2 separate regions of the Capra hircus genome follow, and region 2 is linked to region 1. A link is a contact called in public Hi-C data. All regions are on one chromosome and are shown on one strand. Each heading gives the region's core, a stretch centred on a gene start, on an enhancer-like site or on the middle of the called end of the contact. The rest is flanking DNA. Distances are from core to core; before and after follow the strand shown.

Region 1 (4,590 bases), core at 1,501-4,000:
CTGACCCAGGGATTGACTCCAGGTCCATCTGAGCCACCAGGAAGCCCCTCTTTTGAACCATCTGCCTCCTGCTCTGATTAACTAACTGCTCCAGGCCCTTATGAGCCCTGTGTTTTTTAAGCATCATGTTTACATGTAGTTTTACGGTGCAAAGGGTTAACTCCCTCTGGCAGTGGCTTTAACACCAGAAACCTTCAGTTGGGTTCCTTAGTCACTGGCCACAAGTATCCTTCATAGGTCCTGCTCAGGATGGAGAAGGCAGCAGGGAGACACTTTCCTCCTAAATGCACATCTAGATCATGGTCTTTCTCCCTTCTCTAGCCTGTACAGCACAGCAGCTTCCCTATTTGAGAGGGCGTTTGTGGACTTACTACACAGAGCTCAGGCAAATCGCAGCGTTTGGCTGGCTGGGCCCACGTGAAACCCGTCAGAGGTCAGCAGGCCCTTCCTGTAGACTCACCTCTGAGGGTCGTGCACCTTTCCATCTCCTGTGATGCTTTCATCCTTGGTCCTCTTTGTCCGAGGAAGAGGGAGGGGTCTCTCTGGCTGGGCCCCTGGAGCCCCCACCTGTGGCTTCTGGGTAGCATCCAGTGACCCCAGAGCCCAGGCTGAGCAGTCAGTGCTACCTGGTGGGACCGGCTGAGCTCACCTGGGTGGGGACTCCCTTTCCTGCACTTCTGTCTGGGCTCTGCGCTCGCCCATCCCACCATCCACACTAATTCCTGTTTCATACCACTCTCCCGTCCCTCCTTCAGGGCCACACAATCTTGGGTGTTCGGACTGCTGACGCCCATGGAATGCGGAAAGATGCCTTGACTGTGGGGAATCTCTGATGGTTCACGCTGGTTATCTTTTTTACATGTAACGGTTAACATCTTTATTTTTAAAATTGGTTTTGGAGTTTAGTTGCTTTATAATATTGTGTTCGTTTCTGCTGTACAGAAAAGTGAATTGGCTATATATATTCCCTCTCTTATTGGATCTCCTTCCCATTTAGGTAACCACAGACCATTTAGCAGAGCTGATGGTTCACGCTTAAGAAAACCCCATCCCAGGACAATTCTCCTGCATTGTTAGGGCTAACTTTAGACATTTCCATTAACAGTGAAACCTACTATCAGAATACTCCAGAGGTAGGGGGCAAAAACCTCTCAATTTGGGGTCAAATTACAAGTTAATAAGAAAAGTTGCTAAAGAGCTCGGGAAACCTTGGTTTAGGGGCTAAAGAGGAAATATTTGAAGCCAATGAGGAAGTTGTCTGGTGCTTAGTTGCCCATATTTACATCTTACTCCTTCCATTGAGGGTCTTAGCTCAATTCACAGTCTTGTTTTCAGGAACTGGGGGGAGGTTTAAGTCTGCGATGCTGGAAGCAAAAAAAAAAAAAAAAAAAAAAAAACCAAACCAAAAACTCACAAACTACTACAGATGGTAGAAATAATTTTATTTTTTCAGAAGAGAAGCAGCATTTACTGCTGGGAGTCTAGGTCAAGCTGCCCTTTAACTCCCCTCGTGTCCAAGAGAGGCACGGCGTCACTTCTAGCCACACCGCTCTCGTCAGAAGAACAAGCAAAGGCCGCCGAGTAAGGAGGTGAAGGTCTCCCTTACTGCCCCAGGGTCTCAACGAGCCCTGCCTGGAGAGGCTGGACAGTGCGTTTTCCACGAGGCCCAGCTGGAGGCAGGACGACATCAGGTGCAGGCTTCCTGGCCCTCACAGCCTTCGCGCCTTCCTGGGGCGGCAACCGTTGTGTGGGATGGGGGTGTTGTCTGTGATTGAGATCACTTCCAGGCCCCCCATGGTCAGGCCCTTGATGGCAGACTGGAAGGGGCAGGAGGAACAGGAGGATGGCACAGACCAGAGATGACGCCCCGGTGTCCAGACAGGGCTCAGACAGGGATGGGGATGGGAAGGCTGGCTCTGACGCCTGCCACCCAATCCCCTCCTCCCAGAGGCCTCCTCCCAACCCCTCCCCCAGGCCCTCAGCGCCGCCCACCTCCCGGTGCCACCTGCCACGCCCCACCCTGCCCTTTCCAACCCAGAGACAAACATGTCTTAAGCATTACGCTTTTGTAGTTCCCCCTGCCCGCAATGAGCCCCTCGCCCCCAAACTCATGAACACACCTGGCTAGTCCCTCGTCATTCTTGAGAAATCAGTAGAAATGTCACCTCTTTGGGGACACTTTGGTGATCCCACCCAAGGGGCTCCCAGCGCCCGGGGCACAAGCTTCACCACTGTACCCACGAGTCTGTCCAGAGGGACTCATTTGTGACAGGCCCCAGGGACCCCCTTCCTGTCCCTAGCAGGCACTCAGTAAGCATCTAAGAAACTGAAACTACATGATCAGGGCTGGCCTGGAGAGGCTCAGTGGATCAGAAGCAAGGGAGACAAACTTCAAGCCGTCAGGGAAGTCTAGTCCCTCCTCTGCCCCGACCCCTACTTTTCTCACTAACTGGAGGAGGAAGTGCAGAGGCTGGGCTGTGAAGAAGCGAGGTCACTTACCAAGCGCCCGGGCCCCAGGCCTTTGACCACAACTCGGACGTGGGTCACGCCTTTCCCTGTAGCTTTCTGCCAAGGAGCAGCAAGTGGTTAGTGCCCCTGGGAAAGAACCGCAACAGTCCCAGCCTTTGCTACCGCCCCCTGGAGTGACAGGGTTATGAGCTCCAGGGGACAGGAATCCACACAGGCAAACAGGAGAGGACCGGGAAGGAAGCAGAGGGCTGACAGCTGCAGTGCAGGACAGACGAGCGCGGTTGGGGGCCCTTTCCGCCCGGGACGGCACTGCCACCTAGTGGATACTTCAAAATATTGCTCAGATTGTTCTCTGGATAAATGCACAATTTCAGACCATAACAATCCCTGGACTCCTGGCTGAGCCTCAATACCCTCCTAAAGAGTATTCTTTAATCATTTTAAATCTTTCATTACAGTTGAAAGCTTTCTTTCTTGATTATAAAGGCGGTTTATTACAGAAAGTCTGGAAAACTCACAGAAGTCACTCAACCCAGCGTGTGGAAGCCACCTGTAACACTATTATTTTCTAAGTGTATATAACGTGTCCATCTAGTGGCCGTTGGCGGCATTGTGATGGTCACTAATGCAGTGCTGTCAGTACTTCGGGGCATGGAGCTTCGTTCGAGGGTCAGGGTCTCCTTCAGGGGACACTCTGGGTTTGGCAGTGTGAACCTTTGTGGGGCCTGTGTCCCAGCAGCCAGTGTACAGGCTCTGGGCCCAGACCTGGGCGTTCAGTTCAGGGAGGCTGACTGGCTGCACGGCTGAGCAAGTGACACACTCCGAATGCCAACTGACTCTTAAATCGTGGGTAATACTGAGGGTCTTCGAGGATTCAAGATAACAAACATACAGTATCTGGTGTGTAGTAGATCTGCTCTGCCCTGCTCAGTCGTGTCTGACTCTGCGACCCCACGGACTGCCAGGCTCCTCTGTCCATGGGATTTCCCAGGCAAGAATATTGGAGTGGGTAGCCATGCCCTTCTCCAGGGGACCTTCCCCACAGAGGGACTGAACTCGTATCTCCTGAGTCTCCTGCATTTGCAGGTGGATTCTTTACTGCTGAGCCATAAGGGAAGCTTGTATAGTAGATACTCCATAAATACACACTAACAGCGGCACACTGCCAACTTGCTTCTAGAAAGATCTGCAGCAGTTCATGCTCAGTCTAGTACTGCAGAAGCGTCCTCCCCAAACTACACCTTCTCCAGATGGACTATCACCACAACCCCACCCCACCCAGCCCTCTGGTCTTTAAATCCAGGAGGCCTTGTGAGACTTCAGCAGCTGGCCCCTGCTCCTTCTAGCTACCCTCACGTTAGGGGACCCGACACGAGTTGGCAAACTCGCGCTTCTGAAATGACAATCTTCCTCCTGGTGATCAACCATGCAGAAAGTGGAGCCCAGCACAGAGGGAGCCGGAGAGAACACACAGGCACACACACGCACGCACGCACACACACACAGACACCTACCGCCGCAGCAGCTATGCCCGCTGTCTGTGCTGCGATGCCCGTGCCCTTCTTGGCATTCCGAAACCCCTCTGTGCCACAGGAGGCACGGGCAAGGGGCTGGTGAGCGGCCGAGACCACCTGGATCTGTGTGCTGGGGAGGAAGGGGTGTACAGAATATGATGTCTGTTCAGGGGAGTGAGAGAGCACCAACCTATGCCCAGACAAGCCCCAGTGAGCAAGGAAAACACCATTTAGCTGCTTCCACCCTGAGCTTATCAGATGAGTTCTTTGAACTCTGGTAGGAGGTGTCAGGAAAGGTCAGAATCAACCCCTAAACCTCTGAAAACTGACAAGTCGCAAACTCTACAAGAAGCTATTATGCATGGAAAGTCTGTGTTCCCCCACCTAGATTCATGCTGAAATTCAAACCCCTAATGTGATGGCTCTGGGAGGTGGGGCCTTTGGGAGGCGATGAGGTCATGAGGGTGGAGCCCTTGTGAGTATCAGTGCCCCGTCTCAGTGGTCTCTTCCACCACGTGAGGACATGAGAAGCTGGCCCCCTGCAGCCTGGAAGAGCTCTTGCCAGAACCCGACCCTGCTGTCACGCTGATCTCTGACCTGCAGCTTC
Region 2 (4,590 bases), core at 527-3,026, 90 kb before region 1:
TTATCATAACCTGGCAAGGTGGATACGATCAGTTCCCTTTTATAATTAAAGACATCTGAGGCTCAGAGATGTTAAGTCACATACCTCAAAGTCACACAGCTACTAAGTGATGCATCCAGGATTGGAACTGGGGTGTGTCTGACTTGGAAGCCAGGCATCCCTACCAACCCCTCTAGGAAGTGCCTCGCTCCCTCCGTTTTGCACCTTGCCCCGTAGCAACAGCAGCACTCTTGTCCATCTCTCAAATCAGGAAAGCACTCACGACCCACCCTGCCAGATGTTTGTTTCACAGAGGCAGGATCTCTCTCCCATCTGTCTCCATAGCAGCTCTGGATACTGAAGACCCCTGGGAGAGATTTGATCCCCCTCCTCTCCCGCTTCTCCACTTCTGCCCCCTTCTACCCAGTCCAGCCCCCTTTCCTCCAGTGAAGGACACGCACCTGCTGAGCGACAACAATTTGCAGCCTTCCCAAGTGTGAATGAGATTTCTAATAGGACCGGCTGCCCACCTGCTTCAGGCAGGATTGGAATAAAGAGAATTTAAGAGGCAGGAAATGGGCACTAGGAGAGCCAGTTCAAAGGAGCTGAGACAGTGGCCACAGCAACCTCTGGATGGATGTGAAGGACTAATTGGTTCAGAGAGGTCAAGTGCCTGGCCAAAGGTCACACAGCTGGCATGTGGCAAAGGCAAACGTGAGCTCAGCAGTGGTTGCAGTTTTAGGGTTCCCTAAAGGAGTTGAGCTCCCAAACCAATTTAAATTGGCAAGATGTGTTAGTATTCTTTAAATAAATTAAAAAAAAAATACTTTCCAAGAGTCTTTTTGCCTCCCGAGGCTGCTGACCAACACTTCCCTTTTCTGACCCAAGGATGCCAGGAATGCCTCCTCCAGGGTGGAGAGGAGGCAGGGAATATACTTTGAAAGGACTTTGTTGTATTGTTCAGTTGCTAAGTCTCGTGTCCCACTCTTTGTGACCCCATGGACTGCAGCATGCCAGGCTCCTCTGTCCTTCACTATCCCCCAGAGTTAGCTCAAATTCATGTCCACTGAGTCAGTGCTGCTATCTAACCATCTCATCCTCTGCCACCCCCTTCTCCTTTTACCTTCAATCATAGAAAGGACTGAGGAGGACATTTGAGTTTGCTGGCTGAAAAATTTGTCCTTGTGGAGAGAATCATCACTGGAACTTGGTGACCATCCCAGGGCAAGGCAACGCCTCCCCCCCCCCCGCCCCCCCAGAGACATAGACAAAGGCTGGGAAATGGTTTTGATGACCACTGCTTCTGCCATAGTGGGGGACTGCTGTCCAGGCTCAGCTGGAGTCGTGAGCGTCCTCACCTCAGTTTTCCCCTGGTGATGCGTCTGGACTCAGCAGCGCAGAGGGAGATTCCGGGGTCGGGAAGAAGGTCTGTCCACACAAGTCCACCTCTCCCCCCGGGGTAGGCAAGGCAAGGTCCAAGCGGGCCAGGGCCAGGCGTGTCCTCCAGGTGACCGCAGCACAACAGCATCGCAGGCACCAAGGTCATGAGCACGTGCCTCCTTGGGGAGGATGGAGACCCTGGCCACCCCTCGCCCCACAATCTAGTCAGTTCTTGTTTCTGGAAGAGTCTGCCTGAAGCGTGCTGCCCAGAGGGGCGCTCAGGGTAGTTTCGGAGATGCTTGCTAGGAGACAGAGAAGGCGCAGAAAGAACCTAACGGAAGGACAGCCGCAGAGGGAGTGCCCGGCCCCGGCCCCGTCCCCGCCCCGCTGCGGGGGGCCGGCACCATGCGGCAGACTGGGACTTGTTGTTGAGTGCAGGAGACAACAACAAAATCACTAGTCTTCCAGATGGGGCTGGCTGCTCCACGGCGGCAGCGTACACATGGCCCATCCTGCAAGGCATTCCTGACGCTGGACCCACCCCGCGCCAGCCAGCCTGACCCTGCAGCCGCACCGGCTTGTGTCCAAGCCCGTCCCCTCCCCCACCCCAGAATTCTCCAGAGCCTCGAATCAGTTGTGGGGAGTAGGGATTGTTTCCCTATTTTCTTTTTCATTGGAAGGTTCCATGTTCTATAATGAGAATACTTCCTTAATGATAGGGGGTTGTAATTTTTAAAGGGTTGCAGCAGGCGGCTCATCTCTCAGCCTTGCTTGGGTAATCACAAAGCTCTGTGCTATTATGGAGAAGGGAAAAACAAAGAGCTCCAGGTTATGGCGACCTGTCTCTACCAGGAACCCCCATCTCTACCCAAGTCTACAGTCAAGGCCTTGGGTGACAATCCCCTCTGTACTCACAGAGCCACAGCTCTGAATGAAGTGGGAGTAGGGGTGCTGGCCCTCACAGACTAGAAAGGGGAGGAAAAAGGGGAAGCAGTGCGGGGGACTGGGTAGAAGGGGTTCTAGTCCCACCCCCCCCCACCTCCACCCCGTCCCACCCACCCCCCAAGCTGGGCTCCGTGCTTCATTTCCCCAGGCCTGGACCCTGATGGAGGGGAGGGAAAGGGCCCCTGCCAGCCAGGCAGGCCACTAATTGTCCTGGCAGGGGATATCCGCTTCTTAATTAGCCAAAGCCACAATATCCTGGCGGCTCCAAGAGCACGGCCCTAATTGTATTTCTGCAGCAGCTGAAGGATAATTATCCTTCCCTTTCAGTGCTGCTTTTAATTCTTTCTCTTCTTAATTACAGGCTCTTCCTCTGTAGCCCAACCCTCCATCTCTGGGCTGGTTCTCTCCGCCCAGAGTGGGGAAGGGCTGGCCCAGAGCAACTGAAGAGGAGGGGATGTGGAGGAGACCAGCAGCACCCAGCTGGGAGGCCCAGCCCCTTCCAGCAGTCAGCCTGATATAAGAGAGGGGAGAGGGGTGTCCCTCCCCAGGAGGCTAAGACTGGCCCCCCTCCACTCCCTAGCAAGGTGCTAACTCTGTAGCTCTAAGGTGCAGGGCCTTGAGGGCTCCCCATCCCAGCTAAGTCATCAAGGAAGAAAGAGGGATTTATTGCCATTAACTTCTTGTAAAAGAAAATAACTGTGTGTGTGTTTTAGTCGCTCAGTCGTGTCCGACTCTTTGCAACCCCATGCACGGGTAGGCTCCCAGGCTCCTCTGTCCATGGTATTCTCCAGGCGAGAATACTGGAGTGGGTTGCCATTTCCTTCTCTAGGGGATCTTCCCAGGTCTCCTGCACTGCAGGCATATTCTTTACCTTCTGAGTCACCAGGATGGTTAAGACTCCAAGCTTTCACTGCAGAAGGTGCAGTTTCAATCCCTGGTGGAGCAACTAAGATCCTGCATGCTGAGTGCTGCAGCCAAAAAGTTTAAAAACAAAAAACCTAAGTCTCTTTGGCACTGTTGAGAGAGGACTAGTTCATCATCCTTGGTGTACAGTTTCAGAGACAAGAGCGCTAATATCAGAGGGCATGGCTAACCAAGGTGAAGGTTCACTGGAGGGGCTAGAGCCCTAGGTATTCCCGGGAAAAACTGGCCTTTCCCAGCAAGCTCTCAGGTAAACTTCAGATAGTAATAGATAAGCTAAAAGGTATTACAAAGAGAGTTTGGAAAGACTCCTGGACACTGCCATATCCTGCTATGCAGGACTGTCCAGTCCAGCCCATGTGAGCAAATCTTGGCTCTAAAGTCACCAAGGGACTGTCCTGCTATCAGCTCACTATTCAAGCAGGGACTATTTTGCTGATGATTATTTTCCAAAGCCTCGCAAGAGCCTGGCTCATATTAGATGAAACTGATCAGCAGTGAGGCAGAGTTTAGAGATAAAAGTATAATCATGAGGTGTGAACACAATAAACCCACTGTCATTGGCTTTTTCCTTGCAGGACCAACGGAGATGGATTTGAACCTGACAGAGGCCCCAGTTTTCTAAAATTTTTAAACTCTGGGCTCCATCTGGGTTGAGGGGAAGATGCAAGAAGTGAAAGAGGCTGCTGAAGCCTCAGAGAAATGTACCTTGAAAAACTGACCTGCCCTTGAGCCCATCAACTCCCTCTCCCCACTTTGTTTCTTTCCTCTGAATTTAGAACCATCCCCTTAGCAACGCTTGTTTCCATGGTTTCCTCCTTCACAAAGATCCCCAAACCCCTCCTCTCTTTTTCCTTCCGACAGTAAGGGGTGATAGGGATCCTCAGGGTGGCCATTCCATGTAACCATGGAGACAATTAATGGAGCCTTCATTTATCTTTTTGTGAAGAGAGCTAGGGAATATGGGAAGAGAGGGGCGGGGGAGGGTGCAGGCTACAGCTGCCATTGTCATAAACACGAAGTTGAGGGACGTGTCCTGACACTAGCCTGCAGGATTCAGTTCAAATACTTGCTGAGTCCCTACTTTAAGTGTGACTAAGCTCCACGGAATCAAACGTATACGTGACATAGCGCCTATTATTGAAAGGCTTAGAGTTTGGTCATTGCCCCAGTCAGACTCTGGCATAGACGGAGTCACTAAAGGAGGTGGCTCTTGATAGCACCATCATGGTGGAGATTCTGTCCACTCCCAGGATCCCCTCCAGCCAAGAACAAGAAAAAACTGACCAGTGGGGTCTGTACTTACCTTAAGGTTTCTCAGGCTGTTGTCAGATGATTCCTGTCTTGGAAGAGAAGGAACTTTGA

The links. Hi-C and Micro-C count contacts between places; a contact is called where the count stands out from the background.
Region 2: a Hi-C map of blood shows a contact between it and region 1, with 6 times the contacts expected there. The contact joins two enhancer-like sites. A contact is called at or near these places in 2 of 5 Hi-C or Micro-C datasets (blood and liver).

Annotation. Positions count from the first base shown.
Region 1 is chr21:18,771,886-18,776,475 of ARS1.2, reverse strand. MRPS11 (28S ribosomal protein S11, mitochondrial) reads right to left here. Exons shown (of 6, transcript XM_005694938.3): 4 at 3,984-4,113; 5 at 2,500-2,565; 6 at 1,426-1,817. The coding sequence ends at 1,710. Among named protein-coding and RNA genes, the nearest start is that of MRPS11, 9.9 kb to the right of the region's middle. Within about 2 kb of position 2,750, at least 2 of the 5 cell types and tissues checked have an H3K27ac peak or open chromatin away from gene starts, as enhancers often do.
Region 2 is chr21:18,861,072-18,865,661 of ARS1.2, reverse strand. No RefSeq gene overlaps it. Among named protein-coding and RNA genes, the nearest start is that of AEN, 9.5 kb to the left of the region's middle. Within about 2 kb of position 1,776, at least 1 of the 5 cell types and tissues checked has an H3K27ac peak or open chromatin away from gene starts, as enhancers often do.